Regions from separate parts of the Zea mays genome. Here region 2 is linked to region 1. Evidence: chromatin contacts called from public Hi-C data. All regions are on one chromosome and are shown on one strand. The core of a region is the stretch at or near the end of the contact, and the rest is flanking DNA. Distances in the headings are between cores, read along the strand shown.

Region 1 (5,858 bases), core at 2,487-4,986:
CGGAGAGAGAGAGTCTCCTAGTTTGTGTCCAGTGGCTGCAGTGCATCCCCTGGCGCTGATATCTTCTTCGACGGCATGACGAAAGTCGATGTTTTGCCGAAGGTTGTGGAAGTGAGTACACCAGAGGTGGGCGCCAATGTTGGGGACTTGTTCTCAAATGCTATGAATTAAGAACAAGGCAACACAAAAAGAGGTTAATGGTTAATGTCCTTCGTCTTTCGAAACATTATTTCCCTTAGGATATAACAATCTTCGGACGAAGGTCATGAAGGACATACCTTCATCATCACGGTTTACATTGATAAAAGGAGAAGCATATGAAATATGAGAGAATAACATAAATAATCACATAACAGTATTTACATGCCCTTATTATATAATCATGAATGAATAAGAACAATATTTAATTACATTTGTACCTTTGGCTTGACAGAAAGTGAAAGTACAAGCGTGACGCACGAGTGAGTACAAGTCAGCGTGAACAGTACGGGGGTACTGTTCATCTATTTATAGGCACAGGACGCAGCCTGTGTAAAATTACACTCATGCCCTTCATATTTAGTACTAACTTAAAAACAATCTATCGAGGACTAAATGGTTTTTCCTCCTTAAGTCAGTTTCTTTTTCTGCTATTGAGCCGAAGCTTCCTTGCGCACAGCTTCGGCACTGGTTCAACCTTCGTTCTGATCCTGGTTTCCATATTGTGTACAGCTTCATCCCATGTCCGAAGGTTCCTGCACATATATTATGCTTTGGGAAACATTGTTAGTCATGTTTTTGAGGACCTTCGGAAGACGAAGGCCCCCAACAGCAGCGGCTTCAGCTTTAGCACTTGCAGCAGGCACTATTCTAGATGCTGAGGCTAGAGGTGGTGTTCGCTCAATAGCTTGCATGACATCGACAATTCTTCGTTTTTTTTTACCTTCGCTCTTCTCCTTTACGGTCGAAGGTTGATCCTTCTTCTGTAAAAGTTTCATCAGTTCCGGTCCCAGGGGACTTAGCAGCTTGATTGGCAAGGAATCAGTCATTACCTCTAAAATTTCTGCTATTTCAGCAGCAGGAGGCATTGAAGGAGCTTCTTCTCTTGCCTCAGCTACCTTCGGCTCAGAAGACGGAATAGTGTCAAGCTTCCGCTTTTTGGAGATTGCTGCCTTCGGCTTAGGAGCTGATTTTGCCTTCTTCGAAATATTCTCATCCTCCTTTACTAGCCTGGCAGCTTGTTTGTTTAGAATACTCACAATCCTTTTCCTTTTCATACCTTCTGCACCCTTGTCAAGCCTTTCATAGTCTGGATATTCAAAATTGAGTGTGTCCATCACGCGATTCAGCCTTCGTTTTGGCCGGGTGCCGAAGGCAGCAGTTATTAACTGGTCCTCCTTCTTGGTGTAGTTGCCAAGGATTTCATTGCACATAATTTCAATCATTTCTAACCACTCTTGGCATGGCTTCTTGAACTCTTTCTCAAACTTGAAACGGTAAGGGAGCCGAACAAGTTCGTGCTTTTTGCCCCCATTCTTCTTCTTGGGCATCCCCCAGCCACTAGAGGTCGGAAATACTCTATTTGCCAAGAATTCTTGCACCAGATCTCTAGTGCTGACTTCGGTCGCTACCACTCTAAACTCTACTTAGGCTACTTGGCACGGGGAGCCAAGCTGCATATGGCACAAGGGCCTTGTCATTTTGAAGCTCAATATCAGCTTCTCCCTCTTCTTCTCGTCTGACTTCATATAGAACCATTCACTTTTCCAACCAGTTGGCCACTTAGTACGGTAGATAAGAACTGATGCCTTTATATCCTTTCGATACGCAAAATTGTAGCAACCAAAATTCTCATGAAGGCCATCTACCCTAGCCTTCGTCTGGTAATGCAGCTCGTGCACCCGACAGAAAGCTTCGGCATTAGGACTCATCCCCTGGCTTCGGAGGGCCCAGATGTAGACACTAAGTCTAACAATTGCATTGGTTGTCAATTGATGAAGGTATATTTCAAAGTTCTTCAAAACCTCTCCTATTATATCATATAAAGGGAATCGAAGCCCTACTCTGAAAAAGCTTTTAAACACAACAACTTCATTATCCTTCGGCTCTGGAATCACTTCCTCGCCAGCAAAACGAATAAGCTTACTCTCAGCCTCCCCAAAGTAGCCCAATTTCTTCATTATAACCATATCATCTGTCGTCGCAGTAGATCTACCAAATTCAAGGTGTCTAGGTTTCGCTGGGCTCTGGATAGTGTAATCCTCTTCATCTTCATTATCGCTCCCTTCTCCAACTGCGATTTGTTCAGCTTCAGCGGTCGAGGTGCCTTCGGCAACAGGCTCTTCTGGCACAACAAGACCCGATTGCCTCATCACCTCTGATATTGGTGCCGTCTCAGTTACTTCAGCATCGTCTCCCTCACGAGACACTCTAGCAGTCGATCGTACTCTGGCCATTTCAATGTTTTCGCTTTTTTGAGACGAAGCTAATCTCAAGTGCCGAAGTGTTCGCTCGAAAATGCAATGCAGAAAGCTTCGGCTATGGTTAAATTTTTAACAGCACAATAGTGCTATGGCAATAAATGTTGTGGTAACTCCTCACCAACCCGTCTGTTTATATAGTGTTGTAGGGGGGAGGTTAATCGCCATGCCGCTCGCACTCGCTGAGCGGTGGACCGTCCCGCGTCTCTCACACTCTCGCCTTCTGTTGAGCCGAAGGTATCAAGGAAATCTAAATATTACGAGCATTTATTCATGTTTATAAAATGAAATAAGAATGTAAGTAATCTATTTCCACATTGCCCTTATTTACATTCTTATGTATTACATGTTTCTCCATTTATATTCATTTACCGAGAAGATGAAGTTACGCCCTTCATGGCCTTCATCCGAGGATCATTATGTCTCAAGAGAGATAATGTCTCGAAGGACGAAGGTCCTTATCCATTGTGTTGCTTTGTTCTTGGTGTATACCATTCGAGAACAAGGATCAACACATCCTAACAAGAGCATGATGAGCGCTAGTAGAAAATTGGAATTATTGTGTATGGATTTATTTGGACCTACCACATATATAAGTATTGGTGACAACAAGTATGCTTTTATAGTTGTGGATGAATTCACAAGGTTAACATGGATTTTCTATCTCAATGACAAGAGCGAAGTCTTCGTCATATACTCATGGTATAGTTGAAGTATATAATGTCGAGTTTGTAGAATCAAATGGATCTTATGACAAAGATGATGGGAAAACAACTTGTGCAATCATTTATATTGGTGCAAGCATGCAATCAATCAATCCGGTGTATCCAATCTAGATCCAATGATGAATGTTACTTTACAGGTAACCCCTTCCACTTGAAACCTAGTACCTATTTTACTTTTAACCCCTTCCATATGAAACCATTGAATCTAGATTAGATGTTCTGGATAGTTTGATTGCACACTTGCACCAAATGAGTGATTGCACAGGTTATGCCCTCAAATATGATAGTCCATAGGATGAGGTATTCAACTTAGCAATACAATAAAGAACATAGCAATCGGTGATGTGAAGCCAAGAGAGGTAATCCCTCCACCAAGTGTGTCGAACAAAGATCAATGTAGCACAAGTGGATCTTAAGATGAAAGTCAACAAGATCAACAATTGATTTGTTCAACTTATATGGCACAAAAAAAGTGGAATGCGGTGGCGTGGGCGTGGCAGAGGCGTGACGGTGCGCCTGGAGAGCAGGCGCATCGTGGACGACGGCATGGCTGCAGCAGGAGAGGAGACTGCTCGCTGCTGGTGGGTTGCTCTGCTCTAGCGCATTCCACCCTCCATTTTATTTATGCTGTTTTTGCTCTGCAAATGCAGGCTGGTGCAACGCAACTACGCAGGACTCTTCCTCCTCCCGAAAACCAAGTCAAGTCAAAAAAAAAAGTGTCTGCTAGTGCTTTGCGAGTCTGCGCACGTGCCTCCGCCTCTAATGAATGATACGTCACACATGACGGTGTCATTTGCAACTTTTAAATTGTATGCAGAAAGAGAAGAATGCACAGCAGCTCTGGTAGCAGTTTCAGAGTCAAAATTTAAATTGCAAAAAATCTGGCTCTAGTACCAGGACTCGGTGCGACTCCTTCAATTGCATTGCATCTAGTCTAGTATATCACACCAAAAAAAGACAGGCTTCCTTCGATTCAAGAGTAAACAAACCAAGGGGAATTCATTCATTTAGATTCATCCGATGCTTCGCCTTGGCTTCCAGCTCCTGTACATTGTCTTTGCCATGCTTTGCTTCCTTATCAACTCTCTCTGTACATCACAATAGCGAGCGGACCCCCACCCCCCAAAAGACAGACGAAATCACCCATATCTCTTCTATCCCATCAATTATGACACTGGAACAGCCTTGTACATGTATGACGTTCCATGGAATATAGTCAAGTGCGCCCCATTAAGATAAGCTTCCAGCTGCCAACAAAAAAAAGAAGCACCAACATCGATTAGATTTACATCCACACACACACCATCTAATGTGAATGGGGCAGGCCTAACCTCTTCGGGAGAGATTCTAGAGAAGCCAAATTTGTTCATCCAGATCCCTTCAGCTTCATGTGCAGCTGGAAGCACAAAGTGCTTGATCTTCAGTGAGACTAGCACCCTCTCTATGCACGAGAACAAGGCTTGGAAGTAGCCCTGCATCAATCACCGCAATAGGTGAAACATCAAGCAATGAACAAAGAACCAACCCACATGACCAGAACAAACAGTCTAGTTTGAGCTGCAAAGCAATTCTAAGACCCACCAGCCCTTGAACATCCTGGCTTGTAGCAACTAGTGGCAGCTCGGCCACATCACCTCCCATCACACGCAAAAGTGCTGCTGACACCACGGTAGAGCTGCAACAAGCAACTATTATTGTTCAGTAACAATGGACACAAAAGTTGGGACGACATTCCATTCTACCATAACAGTTCTTACCCCACAGTTAACAGTGCGCAGTACATTCCACTGTAATCTTGCCCGGGCATTCCCTCCTTAGGTCCCCTCCTGGTACATTTACATGAGATGAGGACCTTCTGCATACCTCCAAAACAAAGTGTTGTTCGGTTATCTTACCCGTTAACCATCTCAGGAATCAGATCTCTACCAGTGAGAGCTTCACGGATTGGATCAAAAGATTGCTGCAAGGGAACACTTTGTGAGAAACCACTCAAGTCTTGATTCTAAGATAGTTTAATAAGAAGTCATAATGTCCCTCCACTAATAATGCCAAGCTGGCAGCTAGAAAGCTCTGAACTTGCATATTCCAGCCAAAATCTCTTTTACTATTTTCTCTACTGAGATGAGAATATGACAATTGTACAGCAATTCCCATTTTAGGTCTTGTTCAGTTACATGGGGATTGAATCCCTTTCTAATCAATTTTGACTAGCAAGGGATTTAATCCCCTTCAATCCACTCCTAACCGAGCAAAGCCCTTAGGGTGCCCACAAGCTCACTGTTGGGCATTACATTGCTATCAAAGAACAAAGAACTCACCCAAAGCTGGCTATCTCGGTAGTAACATGGGATAAACACAGTTCTATTTTCATCACCCTTATTCCTAAAAAAGAAGTTGCTGAACAGATGAAACCCATTAGTCTTGTTCATAGTTTTGCCAAGCTGATAACAAGACTACTAGCTAATCAGCTTGCAAGTAGGCTGCATGACATGATGTCACCTAATCAAAGTGCCTTCATAAAAGTCGGTTTATTCGAGATAACTTTATGTTAGTGCAACAAACAGCCCGCTTCCTCCATTAACAGAAACAGCCCCGGCTGCTCCTTAAGCCTGATATCTCAAAGGCATTTGATTCGATCTCTTCGCCCTTTCTTCTTGAAGTCTTGCATCACATG
Region 2 (5,858 bases), core at 1,736-4,235, 840 kb before region 1:
AGCAATCTATATTATGCTTAATTGACATATCTTTTGATCATATCTCTTTCATTTTTGGTACAAATGCATATATCTTATTATTCTCATACCATGACTACGACTAATATGTTTCCAAGTATATTTCTATACTAAGTCGTAGATTGAAAGGGAAATGGAGTCTTCGGCGAAGACAAGGCTTCCACTCAACTCTATCGGTACCATTTATCCTTCGCCATCACTCCACACTAGCTCTCCACATTGGTATAATCTTTCACTCATATATTATTTGCCAAAGGGGGAGACAACTTATAGAAAGGGCTTATATTTCACTCAAAGTATCCGTTTTTGGCGATTCATGCCAAAGGGGGAGAAAGTATTAAGCCCAAAGCAAAAGGACCGCACCACCACCTACCTATTTTCAAAATTTAAAAGGTCTTGAAATGATGAATTTTCAATTGGTATAGTCTTTCAATTTGGTTTTAAAGAAGTATTTTCAAATTGGTATCTTACTTATGATATAAATTCAAATTGATATACCCTCTTCAAAATTAATATCAAAACCCTCTTGAACACTAAGAGGAGGATTTCATTAAAGGGGAGTTTTGTTTAAGTCAAAGGAAAAGCATTTGAAATAGGGGGAGAAAATCTCAAATCTTGTAAATGCTTCTCAAAATTCTTATTCATCTACCTTTGACTATTTGCAAAAGACTTTGAAAAGAATTTCCAAAACGTTTGCAAAAACAAAACATGTGGTGCAAGCATGGTCCAAAATGTCAAAAAGATAAAGAAACCATTCATGCATATCTTATGAAATCAATATTGGTTTAATTCCAAGCAATCTTTGCACTTACCTTAGGCAAACTAGTTCAATTATGCACTTCTATATTTGCTTTGGTTTGTGTTGGCATCAATCACCAAAAAGGGGGAGATTGAAAGGGAATTAGGCTTACACCTAGTTCCTATATAATTTTGGTGGTTGAATTGCCCAACACAAATCTTTGGACTAACTAGTTTGCTCTAGTGTATAAGTTATACAGGTGCAAAAGGTTCACAATTAGCCAATAAAAAGACCAAGTGTTGGGTTAAAATAAAGGAGCAAGGGTCAACCGAAGGCACCTCTGGTCTGGCGCACCGGACTGTCCGGTGTGCCACCAGACAGTGTCCGGTGCACCAGAGGACCCCAACTCAAACTCGTCGCCCTCGGGAAAATCCGGAGCCAACGCGCTACAATTCACCGGACTGTCCGGTGTACACCGGACAGTGTCCGGTGCTCCAAAGAAGACGCGGCTCAGGAACTCGCCAGTCTCGGGAATTCGCAAAGGCTGCTCCGCTATAATTCACCGGACATGTCCGGTGTGCACCGGACTGTCCGGTGTAATGGCGGACCAACGGCTACTTCGGCGCCAACGGTCACCTGCCAGCGCATTTAAGGCGCGCCAGAGCGCGCAGAAGTCAGGCACGCGTGGCATGGCGCACCGGACACTCTACAGTACATGTCCGGTGCGCCACCGGACATCCAGGCGGGCCCAGTGTCAGAGCTCCAACGGTCGAAACCCCAGCGGTCGGGTGACGCGGCTGTCGCACCGGACATGTCCGGTGTGCACCGGACTGTCCGGTGCGCCATCGAACAGACAGTCCTCACCAACGGCTAGATTTTGGTTGGTGGCTATAAATACCACCCCAACCGGCCACTTCAAGGTGTGGGAGTCCAAGCAACAATCCAAGTCATCTAGTTGACATACTCAAGCCCTCCCAACCACATATATTCATTGATACATCCTATACACAAGATCTAGCCCACTACAACCAATACAAGTGCCACAAAAGAGAGAGCAAGCAATTGAGAGCTACTCAATTGAGTTTAGCCCTAGTGCCTTGTGAGATCCATTGAGAGATAGTGTGAGCTTCATCTTTGTGTTCATTTGCGCGTGGAGTTCTTGACTCCCATTCAAACTTACTCCAAAGTTTTGGAGGCTTGTAAAAGCTAGCAAGAGACACCAAAGAGTGTGGTGGTCCTTGCGGGATCGAGAGTGATCCTTGAGAAGAAGAAGAGCTCGCCGATCCTTGGGTGATCGGTGGAGAGAGGGAAAGAGTTGAAAAAGACCCGTCCTTAAGTGGACTCCTCAACGGGGACTAGGCCTTCGAGGGCCGAACCTCGGTAAAACAAATCACCCGTGTCTTGTGTGCTTATTGCTTGTGATTTGTTTGTTCTTTCCCTTTCTAAGTTTCTCTTGCATTACTCTTTGCTAATTCTATTTGGTGTTGCTTTAAGTTATATTCTCATTTAGTGAAGCAACTCATTGCAAGAGAAAACTTGTGTTATTACTCTTCTTACTTAAGCCTCTTGCTTTATTCTCATAGACTTATTAATAGTATTGATTTATCAATTCCGCATTATTTGAAAGCAATACTCTTTACAAGCAAGGACTTAGTTTTTATACTCCGATAATTATATATCTTGTTCTAACCACTAATCAAGGGATCTAGTTGGGGGATAAAGTTTTAATTTTCAGGTTTCGCCTATCCACCCCCCTCTAGGCGACTTTCAATTAGGTAGAAGCGTGCAAGCAGATATTTTACTCCGTTAGATCTAGATTCAACGGTAATGTCATATTTAACATTTAAACCCTTTCACAACCACCTGATGTAGCTTTATAACAAAGCCCTAACAAACCACAATTGTATCTACTGTTGGATTTAGATCTAACAGACAAAAAAATCTGCTTGTACGCTTACACCTAATATCTACTTGTATATTAGTCGTTGACTCGTTGCCCACAATAAAATGTTGAAATTTTAATGCGTTGAGTCACCACATGGATCCACGGGCCGTGCAGTGAGGAAGGGGGCCTGGATGGCCCTCTTCCAGTGCCAGGCCGGCCTGGATTCCGAAGGGAACTCCATCAATCCGGGCTGGGCTGGATGCCTGGATCCGTCCCATACTCCCGTCCCTATCCATATCGTTGCTGAGAATAAAGAGGAAGAGAGAGGCGTCTCAAGAGAGAGAGGGTCCTGCGTTCCCTTCTTCTGCTGCGGCGGCGGAGGCTCTTTCAGTTCCATCCATCTTCTCCCTCGTGGCTCTCCTTCCTCTCTCCCGTAGTCCCGCCGACCCCCCGCGCCGGCCAAGGAAATCAAGCGAAGTGAGCTTCATTCCATGTTTAGATTTCTCCTTAATTAATTCCTTCATCTTCGTCAACTGTCATGCTACTCACTACTCTGACACTCACAATCCATCTCAACTTGTTACCCTACATTATGTATGTATGTATGTTTATTTGTTTTATTCCCTGCTAGGGGCCGCAGAACGCCAGATTTTGATTGTTCCACATCTTCTTTCATCTCTGAGGGGTTTCCCGTCTTCCTCGCCTGGTTAGTTATGGTTACCTTGCTGCAAAATTGCAAACTTCCTTACTCCCCTTCTCAATCCATAGTTTTCATCGTCAGTTACATCACTCAAGTATACTTGCTTTGCAAAAGCATCGAATTGCCTCTGTTAGGCAGCTTTGTTTTGTTATGTTACCAAGGACGATGGGTCGGCAGTGGCTTTTCTCGGCTTTCTGCAGTTCACTTTCTTCTTTGGGGACAGCAGCTATACGTCTGTGTCCCTCCCTTTGTTGCTGCCTGCTGGCTGCTGCTTACCTTTGTTCTTTGTTGCCTGTTTTAGATTTCTTTCTATATAACAAAACAGATTTATTAAATACATCCCACTGAAAAATCCACGATACTGGAACCATATACCACTAAAAAAATCTAGGTTTTCCAAATACGGCACTAAGTACATCCGATCATAGTTAGATGACATTTTGTCTTGTAACTAGCTACTTTTTGCACTCCGAAAAACGACATCTACTTGTGGCTGGAGGGTGCAGTACAGAATTTTCTCCTTAATGGCATATTTCTCCTTGTATAAATAGTAGCTGCTTATCTCAAAACTGTAGAAATTATAATAACGGTATGAATCTCTTAATCACCCTGTTTAGCTCTCCACGGCATTGCCCCCTCGTTTCATTCCTTACCTGTCATACAAAATGTATTGTGCTGTAGTATGTATGCACTCATTTCCAGTTTCTTGCAGCTCTAATGGCTAAAGAACAGGATGGATCCCCCAAGGTGCGCCACCCAGAATTCCAAAGGATGCGCGTAACTCTCACCATAGGTGTCATTGGCCTCTGTGTCACAGCATACATTCTTGGTGCTTGGCAAGGTACCTCGAACGGCATTAGTTCCCCCTTAATAAGTACCAGAACCCAGTGCAAAGATCCCGTGCGATCATCTGGTGCTCGCCTGGATTTCCAAGCCCACCACCAGGTGGGCTTCAATGAATCGGCGCTTGCTGTGGAGAAATTCCCACCTTGCCAGCTCAAGTACAGTGAGTATACCCCTTGCCAAGATCCAAGGAAAGCTAGGAAGTTCCCAAAGAAAATGATGCAGTACAGGGAGCGGCACTGCCCAAAGAAAGAAGACATGCTCCGGTGCTTGATCCCTGCGCCTCCAAACTATAGCAACCCCTTCCAGTGGCCAAAAAGTCGCGACTATGCTTGGTTCAATAACATTCCTCATCGGGAGCTCAGTATTGAGAAGGCTGTTCAGAACTGGATTCATGTCGAGGGAGACCTGCTTAGATTCCCTGGAGGTGGCACTATGTTCCCACATGGTGCCGATGCTTATATTGATGACATAAATGCCCTTGTACCATTAAATGAAGGCAACATCCGAACTGCGCTTGATACTGGATGTGGAGTGAGTGACCGGACCAATGTTTCTATGATACTGTCTGTGATTCCTTCTCAAAATTTGTGGATGATAGTATCTTTGCTTGTGTGTGCAGGTTGCAAGCTGGGGTGCTTATCTTATGAATAGGAACATCATCACCATGTCTTTTGCGCCAAGGGATTCACATGAGGCACAGGTACAGTTTGCATTAGAGCGGGGGGTACCAGCCATGATTGGAGTGATGGGGACTGAGAGAATCCCATATCCGGCTAGAGCATTTGACATGGCACACTGCTCGAGATGTTTGATCCCATGGAATAAGCTTGGTAAACTTGTTTCCTTATTTGTTACTGCTTACAGTTACATGACATCAAACACAAACTGACTAAGATAATTCCACTTGATTGGTCCAAACAGATGGTGTCTATCTAATTGAAGTAGACAGGGTTCTTAGGCCTGGGGGCTACTGGATCCTCTCTGGGCCTCCAATCCATTGGAAGAGGCACTACCAGGGCTGGGAGAGGACAGAAGGAGACCTGAAGCAAGAGCAAGATGAGATTGAGGACTTGGCGAAACGGCTCTGCTGGAAGAAGGTCGTAGAGAAAGGTGATCTTGCTATATGGCAGAAATCTATCAACCACGTAGAATGTGTTGACAGTAGGAAGGTTTATGATGCTCCGCAGATTTGTAAGAGCAATGATGTGGATTCTGCTTGGTAAGATTTCTGCTGCTTTACTCTCTTTTCGTGAAATGTTTTCTCAATTTGATTGCAGCAGCTCACCCTGATTTGAACAATTTAGGTACAAGAAAATGGACACTTGCATATCTCCTCTCCCAGATGTGAAGAGTGAAGATGAAGTTGCTGGCGGAGTCCTTGAGACATGGCCCAAAAGAGCATTTGCTGTCCCCCCAAGAGTAATCCGCGGTTCAGTTCCAGGCCTCACCCCTGAGAAGTTCCAAGAGGATAACAAGGTGTGGTCAGAGAGAGTGGATCACTACAAGAAATTGATTCCACCACTGGGCAAAAGACGATACAGGAATGTGATGGACATGAATGCGGGGATAGGTGGCTTTGCAGCTGCATTGATGAAGTACCCTCTTTGGGTGATGAATGTTGTGCCTTCAGGCTTGGCCCATGACACCCTGGGTGTTATTTACGAACGAGG

What was found. A called contact is a pair of places that touch in the nucleus more often than the background predicts.
Region 2: a Hi-C map of ear shows a contact between it and region 1, with 2.9 times the contacts expected there. The contact joins the promoter of LOC100281416 here to the enhancer-like site in region 1. A contact is called at or near these places in 3 of 25 Hi-C or Micro-C datasets (bundle sheath, ear and tassel).

The regions. Positions count from the first base shown.
Region 1 is chr6:64,065,724-64,071,581 of Zm-B73-REFERENCE-NAM-5.0, reverse strand. It overlaps LOC100381857, which reads right to left. Exons shown (of 18, transcript NM_001174644.1): 14 at 5,080-5,144; 15 at 4,942-5,010; 16 at 4,766-4,859; 17 at 4,516-4,656; 18 at 3,973-4,431. The coding sequence ends at 4,351. Among protein-coding and RNA genes, the nearest start is that of LOC100381857, 11 kb to the right of the region's middle. Within about 2 kb of position 3,736, at least 8 of the 20 cell types and tissues checked have an H3K27ac peak or open chromatin away from gene starts, as enhancers often do. A contact at or near this core is called in ear and tassel, where this site is marked.
Region 2 is chr6:64,905,066-64,910,923 of Zm-B73-REFERENCE-NAM-5.0, reverse strand. LOC100281416 (methyltransferase) reads left to right here and starts at 2,985. Exons shown (of 7, transcript NM_001154334.1): 1 at 2,985-3,119; 2 at 3,274-3,348; 3 at 4,055-4,719; 4 at 4,808-5,018; 5 at 5,110-5,407; 6 at 5,493-5,858. The coding sequence starts at 4,060.